Linked DNA regions of Mus musculus: regions 1 and 3 are each linked to region 2. A link is a contact called in public capture Hi-C and promoter capture Hi-C data. All regions are on one chromosome and are shown on one strand. Each heading gives the region's core, a stretch centred on a gene start, on an enhancer-like site or on the middle of the called end of the contact. The rest is flanking DNA. Distances are from core to core; before and after follow the strand shown. Region 1 overlaps Eri3 (exoribonuclease 3). Region 2 overlaps Rnf220 (ring finger protein 220). Region 3 holds the start of Klf17 (Kruppel-like factor 17).

Region 1 (2,926 bases), core at 59-2,558, 320 kb after region 2:
TGATGATCATTTGGAATAAAGTTCCATAGGGAGAGAAATAGTCCAAAAGCTATAGGAGAGAGGAATTTGAAGATACCTACAGGGTATATGCAGAAAAGAGGAGGTACTGGACTGCAATTATCACCCACTTCTGATCATTCCCAAATTAAATGATCCCAACAAATTCTGGAAAGTTCAGTTATATATAAAAGCCCTGGCTCTCCTGTGGATACTATCTAGCAGGATCTAGCACACTGTGTGGCTGTAGCAGCAAGGGCTGGCTGGCTGGCAGTGCCCATCTTATCCAATATCATGGGTTCTCTTTGTAACCTCTCTAAGGGCTATTTTGAAGATACTGTGGCCATCTTTGAAAAATACAGTTGGTGTAAGACTGAACCTGTAAAGGAGAGAGTAGTGTTCTTAAAGGTAGCACATGTCTTGGAAGATGACACCACAGGCACACACACAGCAAGTGTCATTGTCTCCTTCTCCTTCTCTTCTTCTGCCTCCTCCTCCTCTTCCTCTGCCTCCTCCTCCTCTGCCTCCGCCTCCTTCTCCTCTTTCTCCTCCTCTTCCTCTTCTTCTTTTGTAGTACGGATAACTGTGGAAACACATAGTAACTCACTCAAGGTTATAGTGCTAACTTGCAGACCCAGAGTCAAGTGCAGATTTGTCTTGACACCTGAGCTCTGAATGCACTGCTTTTCTGCAGGGCATGGTCTACTGGGTAAGAAAAAGCTTACCAGTCTTGGGCGTGTATGCAGGGTGACAAGTCATCCAGAGGTTTTAGTTAAAGACCTGCTCCTCTCCTTGTCAGCAGGTGACTGGATGCGTTGGTACATGGTATTCTGGAAGTTACTAAGTAGTCTACTTTTGTCTGCAGTATGAGCTAGGTTCTAGCCTTTTACCCAACCTCTTTCCTGCGCTGTCCACTGGCTGTCAGGTAGTGTGTGGGTGGGCAGGGACACCAGAGCAGCTGCTCATGCCTCCTCTTTCCTCTCTGAAGGATCTGATGCTGCTGCCGTTGAGGGCTACTTCATCTATTAAACCCAATACACTTGTCGCAGCTGCTAAGCCCCCGTAAGCCGCCGGGCGCCGTGTTTGTGATGGGACTGACAGTGCATGGAGGAGGCTGATTATACACGATTCCATTTCGCGGGCCCAGCAATGTAATTTCACAGGGCGATCAGCGTTTGCATGTAATAGCAGGCTGTGCTGAGGTGTCAGAATATTAAAGGCGCTAATGGCAAAGCTCCCTGTTACACAGGGGGCCACCCGCCGCGCCTACAGCAGGGCTGTGCAGCAGCCCCGTCCGTCGCAGATGGCTGGCCACTAAGCTAATGGGGCAGCAGCCAAGGCGGGCAGAGCCACAAGAGGGGAAAGCCAGCCGGGAGCAGCTCGGCACCTGCTTCCCTGTGCATGGAAATTACAGCAGCCCAGGGGAAGGGAAGTGTGCGTGCCTGCCTGACAGGGTAGGGTGGGTTGGTTCAGTAGATAGAACAGCTTTCAATCCAACTCCACCTGTCCTCCTGGCTCAGCATCTGAGTGCCTGGTATGGACAGAACTTAAAAGCTTCTGTCCGCAGAAGTCATCTTCCTCTCCTTGGAAACCATCCTTCCACGGCTCCACCCTCTCCCCTGCCTGGGAACCCTGAGGGTTAGGCGCTAACTGCACAGCTGTGCAGACAGGTCATCACGGCTGAGAGGTGCCGTGGGGAAGCCTTAGCCAGACAACTTGAAGTAGCTCAGGTACAGGGCTTGGAGAGAGCTCTCAGAGCAGATGCCTGCCCCACACTGATGGAGATTAGGAAGCTTCTTGCCCCTGATCCTTCTTTACAAGTTGAAAGGAAGGGAGCAAGAAGAAGCCTCTCCCCACTCCTTCCATTCTCCTTTGTCCTGACTGCATTTTCTGCCAGCACTGAAGTGCTTCCTGGTGTCTGTGCTCAGGCTTTCCAGTAACACTCCTGCAGCCCACACAGGCTCAGCCCTCTGCTCTGATTGATTGCCAGCTGTCAGCCTTGTCTTTCCAACCAGAGTCCTTGCAACATAACTTGTATACCTTGCCCTGAGCAGGACTCTGCTAAGGCTGTTTACAGATGCAGTCTCTCTAGGAGGATGACAGGATGGCAATCACTGGAGGGAGTGGCTAAGGCATGTGTGGGTGAGCGTGTACACAGTGGAGCTACTTCCTGATGTCATATTTCTGGGGATGGTAGGCTTCCAAAGGGAATAGCAAGGTGTGGGTCCAGAGTACACGGTGACAGAAACATAAGTTGTATTGCTCTAAGAGCTTCAGTGTCTCTGCATTGTCTGTGACTGTGACTGCAGCTGTGCCTGTTAGGTTCCCAAATGACAACGGTTTTTTGGGGGTGCAGAGGGCGGTTATTTGAGGTACTGAAGCTAGGCTGCTTCTGTTAGGCCGGTGGCCATGTCATAGGGTAAGCTCTGGGAGAGATATGCCAGTGTTCTCAGCAGGGGCAGCAGGGGGGTCCCAGGCTGAAGGAGAGCAGTTTTAATTAACCGTCTTTAATATCATTTTGGACTTTGGCTGGTATGTGAAGGCCCCGCTGGAAGCAGCATTTGTAAAAATTAAATCCCTCTTATTAGGAGCTTGGCAGACCCATGTGCACATGCCACCCCCTCCTCCTGGCTCATACCCCCTGAGGAAGTGCTGGATGAGGCCGTGTCTCAGCAGCAATTGGTTATCGTGCCTTATCTAGGAATATGAAACTGTGCAGCATGACACCACAGCCTCAGTAGAGACGCCAATTCATCTCACCCTTGCTCTGACAAGCTACACTGACTGCCCTTCCTGAAAGGCATCCGTCAGGTGGGGCCACGCTGCACCTTGCCAGCTACTTCTCTCCCACCCGGGGCACTAGCTTGCCTTGGTCCAGCCTGGCCCTCCTGGTCTTTGCTGCCCTTCATCCCCTTCTACACATCCTAGC
Region 2 (2,898 bases), core at 19-2,518:
TAAAAGCCACAGCTGTGCCAGCACTTCTGTCACACACAGGGGCTGCAGCAGGCGGAGTCCATCTTTGGCAGTACTATTTTCTCCTCATTTGTACCAAGACCCACAGCCTACACACCTTCTTGTAGTCTTAAGCCAGGGGGATGATGGCACTCATTTCTCTGCCCTGTACCCTCCAGACCAGGCATGCCAAGTACCGAGGTTTTGGATCTACCTATTCCCAGAGAGATGTTTGCTAGGTGGTTCCTGGCCTAGATATTGTTTATTAATGTGTGTTCAATTTAGCTATTAGAAAAGACTAAATACAAAACATTGAGAGTTTTGCGTTTCTAAGCCTTTTTCTTTCTCTTTTCCTTCCTTCCTTCCTTCCTTCCTTCCTTCCTTCCTTCCTTCCTTCCTTTCTCTCTCTCTCTCTCTCTCTCTCTCTCTCTCTCTCTCTCTCTCTCTCTTTCTTTCTTTCTTTCTCTCTTTCCATGAAGGACAGAGGTTTGAGGCCTCAGGCAGCCGAAGCTGGCCTCAAACTTGCTGCGTAGCTACAGGTGACCTTCAATGACCTTCCTGCCTCTACAGTACACTGCTGGGGTTACAAGTGCATCACCATCCTGGCTTCTCTCTCTCTCTCTCTCTCTCTCTCTCTCTCTCTCTCTCTCTCTCCTTATGCTGTGCTGGGAACTCGGGGCTCGTGTCATACAGCTAAGCACTTTACCAACTGAGCCACATCACCGCCCGGAGACAATAATTATTATGACCTAGGATCTTGTGTTGTTGTATGAGACAGGTTAAAGCGTATGCTGTTCGGCTTTGGAGGTGGACAGTCCCACTGTCCTCATTTCACAGAGGACAACACTGAGGCTCAGAGAAGCCTGCTGACTTGCCTGTCAGTGCCATTGCAGAAGTGGAAGGCCTGGGATTCTTGTGAGTGCCCCCTACACTGAACCACTTTACAGCTCCCTGGGGAGGGGCAGGCTGGAAAGTGCAAGTCTTATTTGAGTAATAGCTAAGGTCTCTCTTCTGACCAACAGGCCTTCAGCCTGGGCCACCCAGGGGGACAAGGGGAATTGGGAAGAGCAGAAGTTATACCCAAGCCAGGTGCTCCTCAGGGAAAGCAGCCTTGTCCAGGGAAGCTGGGAACATTCTGTGGGGAGGAGGGAGGTTGTGGGCACAGGAAAGCCATGAGAGGGTTGGTGGGAAGGTAGATCAGAGTGGTACTGGAGACCACAGGGCCTGAGAGTGGGCAGGCCACTAGTACTGCAGTGATCCCCTTGGTGGGGGGTGGGGATTGGCCATCTGCCACACTCCTCACACCTGGGCTGGAGCCCTGCTCATAGCCAGCCCTGGCTCCAGCCACCTCTGCCCCCTGGCCTAGCGGCAGGCCCAGCTGGCTCACCTTCTCAATCAATACTGCGCTCTTAATGGGCCCAGCCACCAGCACCAACCAGGGGCATTAAATGTTAATTATATCTATTTGGATTTGAAAAATTTTATTACTCGAGTTAATTATGGCTGGAGTCATAAAAAGGTTTCAGAGCAAAAGGGCTGCCTTATTGGGGCCACTTTCCCTAAGACAGATTGGAAAGGCAAAGAAGAAATAAAAGCATCAGGCTCAGAGGGCAGCCGCCCCACATCTGCCCGATCACGGGCTCCGGATCTCATCCTCATCCCCCCACCCCACCCAAGAGAAAGGCATGAACCCCCACCCCAGCCTCGCCACCACCCCAGCTGTGTTGGCACCTAGAATACATGTGAGGCCTGTCTCAGAATGGAAGGCCTCTTAGCCAAGTTCCTGAAGTAAGGATTCCAAGATTAGCCCAGGACGCTACTTCAAGTGGTCCAAATGCGGAGGAATACTCCCTCTCAGCTCCACCCAGCTCGCCTGATTGCTTCCTGCCAGCCCCTCTCTTGATTCATGGGCCTGACCTTGAGCTATAAAGTGCTCACTCTAGCGGGCATAGAGGCAGGATTTACAGCCTTGGGGTCAGCTGTAGGCAATGACACACACAATAGCTGACTCACAGGGTGCCCCATTCCCAGCCCACACATAACTCTTGCCCATACAGTATACACACACACACACACACACACACACACACACACACACACGCAAAATCTTGACAGAGACAGAAATGCACACTCATGCCCAGGAGCTATCGGACTAGCATCTAGTAAGGAGAGAGCCATTTGCAGAGCAAATGTGGGGCCTTGATGCTTTACAGGCAGTTTGTCTAATCCTCAGTGCCTGCCGAGCCTGTGAGGTCAGGCAAGTCAGCAGCGCTTGTTTTATAGAAGAGGGAGTGAATGAGGGCCTGGGCCGTTTGTTATCCCAACATCTGTGACTACAAGAGCACCAGCTCCCTGAGAACTGTGTGGCCTCTTCTAGAGCCACTCCCGTGCTCCCCACGGTGACCCTGGCCATTCTTTTCCTCTTGAGGATTTTCTTCTTCTCTCTTCAAAGTTGTGTGCAACCTTTCTCTTAAAATGCCCTCCGCCCCCGCCCCCAATTTCGCTGCTCTCTTTCCTCCTTGACTCTTGCCATCTACTCTTGGGGACAAAGGTCCTCTCTTGGGCACCTGTCCTCTCACCTCCCTTTTGCTTTCCAGGACAGAGCTTTCCCTGTGGCTGTTCTCCTTCCCATGGGTCTCCCTCAGCAGCCCAGGAGACTGTGGTCATTCTGCCTGTGTCTGTGGCTCCTACCGGGTCACTTTACACCACAGACAGTCCTGGAATTAGAGAGCTTTAAGGTCAGTATCAGCTTTCCTGACACCAAGACCTCTCCCATGTCTTGGTTCCTCTGACTTAAGGCAGTGGTCTCTGCTTTCAGAGAACTTCTGAACCCTTTTGGCTTCAACTTTTCTTTCTCTCTGCACAATCCCTACACTTGTCTCCAGGTAAGCATCTCTCCTC
Region 3 (2,864 bases), core at 277-2,776, 440 kb after region 2:
CTGACTTGGAGTAAGACTTTCGGGGAGGCCGGGTGTCAGGGTGCAGGCGTTTAGTCTCAGCACTCATGAGGCAGAGCCGCATGTGTTCTGTGAGTTAAGAGGCTAGCCTAGTCTACATAATGAATTCCAGGATAGCCAGCCTTTGTAGAGACTGTCTTAACAAAGTTTTTGGAGGATTACTTCCAGGGCTCCTGGCCTCTTCCCACCAGGAGTGGCCCTCTATTTCCCAAATACTTCCCACCAGTCCTCGTTCCGGTTCCAAAATAACTCCCCATGTTTAGATTCTCCTTCTGCATGTTAGGGCTCACTATTTAAACCCTCACCTGGATTGTCACAATAGCTTTCTAGCCTTCAAGTGAGCCTCCCTATTTAAGAGCACATTTGGAGACGGGGTTGGGTTAGAGGCTTTAATATTTGTTATTAAAAACAGTTGTGGTGCCAGGCAGTGGTGGCACACGCCTTTAATCCCAGCACTTGGAAGGCAGAGGCAAGCCAGTCTCTGAGCTTGAGGCTAGTCTGGTCTACATAGCCCAGAACAAGAGGACTACCTAGAGACCTGGTCTCAAAATAAGAAAATAATTAAATTTAAAAAAATAGCATGGTGACTCACACTTTTAATCCCAACACTGGAAGCAGAGGCAGGTAGACCTGAGTTTGAGGCCAGCCTGGTCTACAGAGAAAGTTCCAAGACAGCAAGGGCTACAAAGAAAAAACATCTTTCAACCTCCCCCCTACCCGGACTCCCCAAAACTACCAGTGGAGTCTGGCAAAGGATTCAAATAAATAAATTTCCTCCTCAACGGCAGTACACAAATCTGTCCCTACAATCGCTCTCAGATCCCTGGTCTACCGAGAGTTCTAGGGCAGCCAGGGCTACACAGAGACACGACAGGGTTTCTCTGTGTAGCCCTGGCTGTCCTGGAACTCACTCTGTGGACCAGGCTGGCCTCGAACTCAGAAATCCGCCTGCCTCTGTCTCCCAAGTGCTGGGATTAAAGGCGTGCGCCACCACTGCCCAGCAACACCATCTTTAAACTCCCCTCCTCCTCCCGAAAAAGAAAAAAAAAAAAAAAGTAACCCAAGAACTATTAGTTGAGTTTGGCAAAGGGCTCCAATTAGTAAATTTTCCCTCCCCACCCCTCACATGGTGGTATACAGACTCCTCTCTATAAAGTTCAGGTGAGTCCTTCCCCCCCAACACAGACTCTAACGCTTGCTTTAAAACATACTTGACTAAACAAGCCTCCCTTGGGCTGTGCCCTCTCTCCCTCCCCCCCCCCCCCCACCGCCAGCCTCACCCCATCCACACCCTCCATTCTTCACCAACACCTGCGCCACCCTAGGGTGGACCAAAGACTCACCATGGGAGGCTGGTGCATAGCCTGTTCCTTATTGTCCTGCTCCATGCCGGCTGAGACCCAAGTTGAGAACAAACGGGAGGCTGCCCGGCCCTTACACCGTCACAGGCGTGGGTCCCAACACTACTACGCCATAATCCCACAATGGCTGCGTGGAGTTTTTATTTGCCTCTGAGCACTGGGCGGAGTCAAGGCCACACCCACCCACCCAGTCCCCTCCCAACTCAGCATCCATGCAATCCCAGAACTCTGTAGGCCTTATGCCTGCAGGGTCCGGGAAACCACTGAACGTTAGCACTTTTCCCCCCAGTTTTTATTGGTTATTATTTTATTTTTTGACATTTCAAATGTTATTCCCCCTTCCCAGTTTCCCCTCCACAAACCCCCTATCCCCTACCCCACTCCGCCCTTCTCTACCTAGACCCTCTAACCTACAGTTTTGAGCAACTGCTTGACAGAAAGGAGTGTTGGGGAAACCGCGATCTGAGACTTCAGTCAAGCCAGTCTCTCTGATCTCAGTGGAGAAACAGAAGAAAGGCTTGATAACACAGGAAGGGTGCACAGCCTCTGTAGACAAAAGAGACACCATAATCCCTCCAGACCAACACAGTAGGTTTTCATAGGGCTAAGGAGGAGCGCCTCTGTCCTTCCTCCATGCAAAGTGACGCCCAGATGCCCACACCGTACAATTTAGGCATCCCACAGTATTAACCATACCCGGTGTGGGGGCGCTGATTCTCTGTAACTCCAGTTCTAGGAAATTGAACACCCTCCTCTGATTGCCTTGGGTACCATGCAGGTGAACATGCATGCCTGTAGGCAAAGCACTCACACTATAAAAATAAATGTTAAAAAAAAATGATTTATTTTGGAGAGAAATAAGGCAAGCAGACAGGTCTCTGAATTCAAGACCATCCCGATCTATATATTGAGTTCCTGAATGGGCAGACTCCATCTCAAATTTAAAATTAAGTTAGTAATATAATATACCTTTGAATCTGGGCATAGGTGGCACACATTTGTAATCCCAGGGTAAAGACAGTAGGATGCTGAGTACAGGAACAGTCTGGGCAGTGAGGACAGCAAGACTTGGTCCTGCAAAAACAACCAGCCAAAAAAACAAGCAAACCACTAGCAAAATAAAAGTGTGTGTGTGTGTGTGTGTGTGTGTGTGTGTGTGTGTGTGTGTGTGTGTATGAATGACTGTCCTTGGTCAGTGTGTGACATTTTTGTGTGTGGGGGGGGGGGTTGTTTTTGGTTTTGGTTTTGGTTTTTCGAGACAGGGTTTCTCTGTATAGCTCTGGCTGTCCTGGAACTCACTTTGTAGACCAGGCTAGCCTCGAACTCAGAAATCTGCCTGCCTCTGCCTCCCAAGTGCTGGGATTAAAGGCTTGCACCACCACGCCCAGCTCAGTGTATGACATTCTAAGATAACAGGTGATGAGCAGAAGTTAGTGCTTTACTGAGTTGATGGGGGAAGAGAACTGGGGGACAGAGAGGGGCACT

Evidence for each region. Promoter capture Hi-C pulls out the DNA fragments that hold promoters and counts their contacts. Capture Hi-C pulls out chosen DNA fragments and counts their contacts.
Region 1: a contact with region 2 is called in a capture Hi-C map of embryonic trunk, with 3 times the contacts expected there. The contact joins two enhancer-like sites. A contact is called at or near these places in 1 of 15 datasets of contacts at CTCF or cohesin (stem cell-derived epiblast-like cells), 3 of 484 Hi-C or Micro-C datasets (embryonic stem cells, gonadal supporting cells and muscle stem cells), 18 of 115 datasets of contacts at active chromatin or transcription factors (VIP interneurons, acute myeloid leukemia, embryonic basal ganglia and 10 more) and 2 of 9 other capture datasets (embryonic tail and embryonic trunk).
Region 3: a contact with region 2 is called in a promoter capture Hi-C map of embryonic stem cells, with 7 times the contacts expected there. The contact joins the promoter of Klf17 here to the enhancer-like site in region 2. A contact is called at or near these places in 9 of 39 promoter capture datasets (cranial neural crest, embryonic stem cells, frontonasal cranial neural crest and 4 more), 1 of 15 datasets of contacts at CTCF or cohesin (the NIH/3T3 cell line), 19 of 484 Hi-C or Micro-C datasets (the G1E-ER4 cell line, the HL-1 cell line, cerebellum and 8 more) and 3 of 115 datasets of contacts at active chromatin or transcription factors (embryonic basal ganglia and embryonic stem cells).

The regions. Positions count from the first base shown.
Region 1 is chr4:117,643,998-117,646,923 of GRCm38.p6, forward strand. The region is part of intron 7 of Eri3 (exoribonuclease 3); the gene reads left to right. Among named protein-coding and RNA genes, the nearest start is that of Dmap1, 37 kb to the right of the region's middle. Within about 2 kb of position 1,309, at least 54 of the 459 cell types and tissues checked have an H3K27ac peak or open chromatin away from gene starts, as enhancers often do. A contact at or near this core is called in muscle stem cells, where this site is marked.
Region 2 is chr4:117,329,028-117,331,925 of GRCm38.p6, forward strand. The region is part of intron 2 of Rnf220 (ring finger protein 220); the gene reads right to left. Among named protein-coding and RNA genes, the nearest start is that of Gm40231, 11 kb to the left of the region's middle. Within about 2 kb of position 1,269, at least 35 of the 459 cell types and tissues checked have an H3K27ac peak or open chromatin away from gene starts, as enhancers often do. A contact at or near this core is called in embryonic stem cells and muscle stem cells, where this site is marked.
Region 3 is chr4:117,764,140-117,767,003 of GRCm38.p6, forward strand. Klf17 (Kruppel-like factor 17) reads right to left here and starts at 1,527. Exons shown (of 3, transcript NM_029416.2): 1 at 1,362-1,527. The coding sequence starts at 1,406.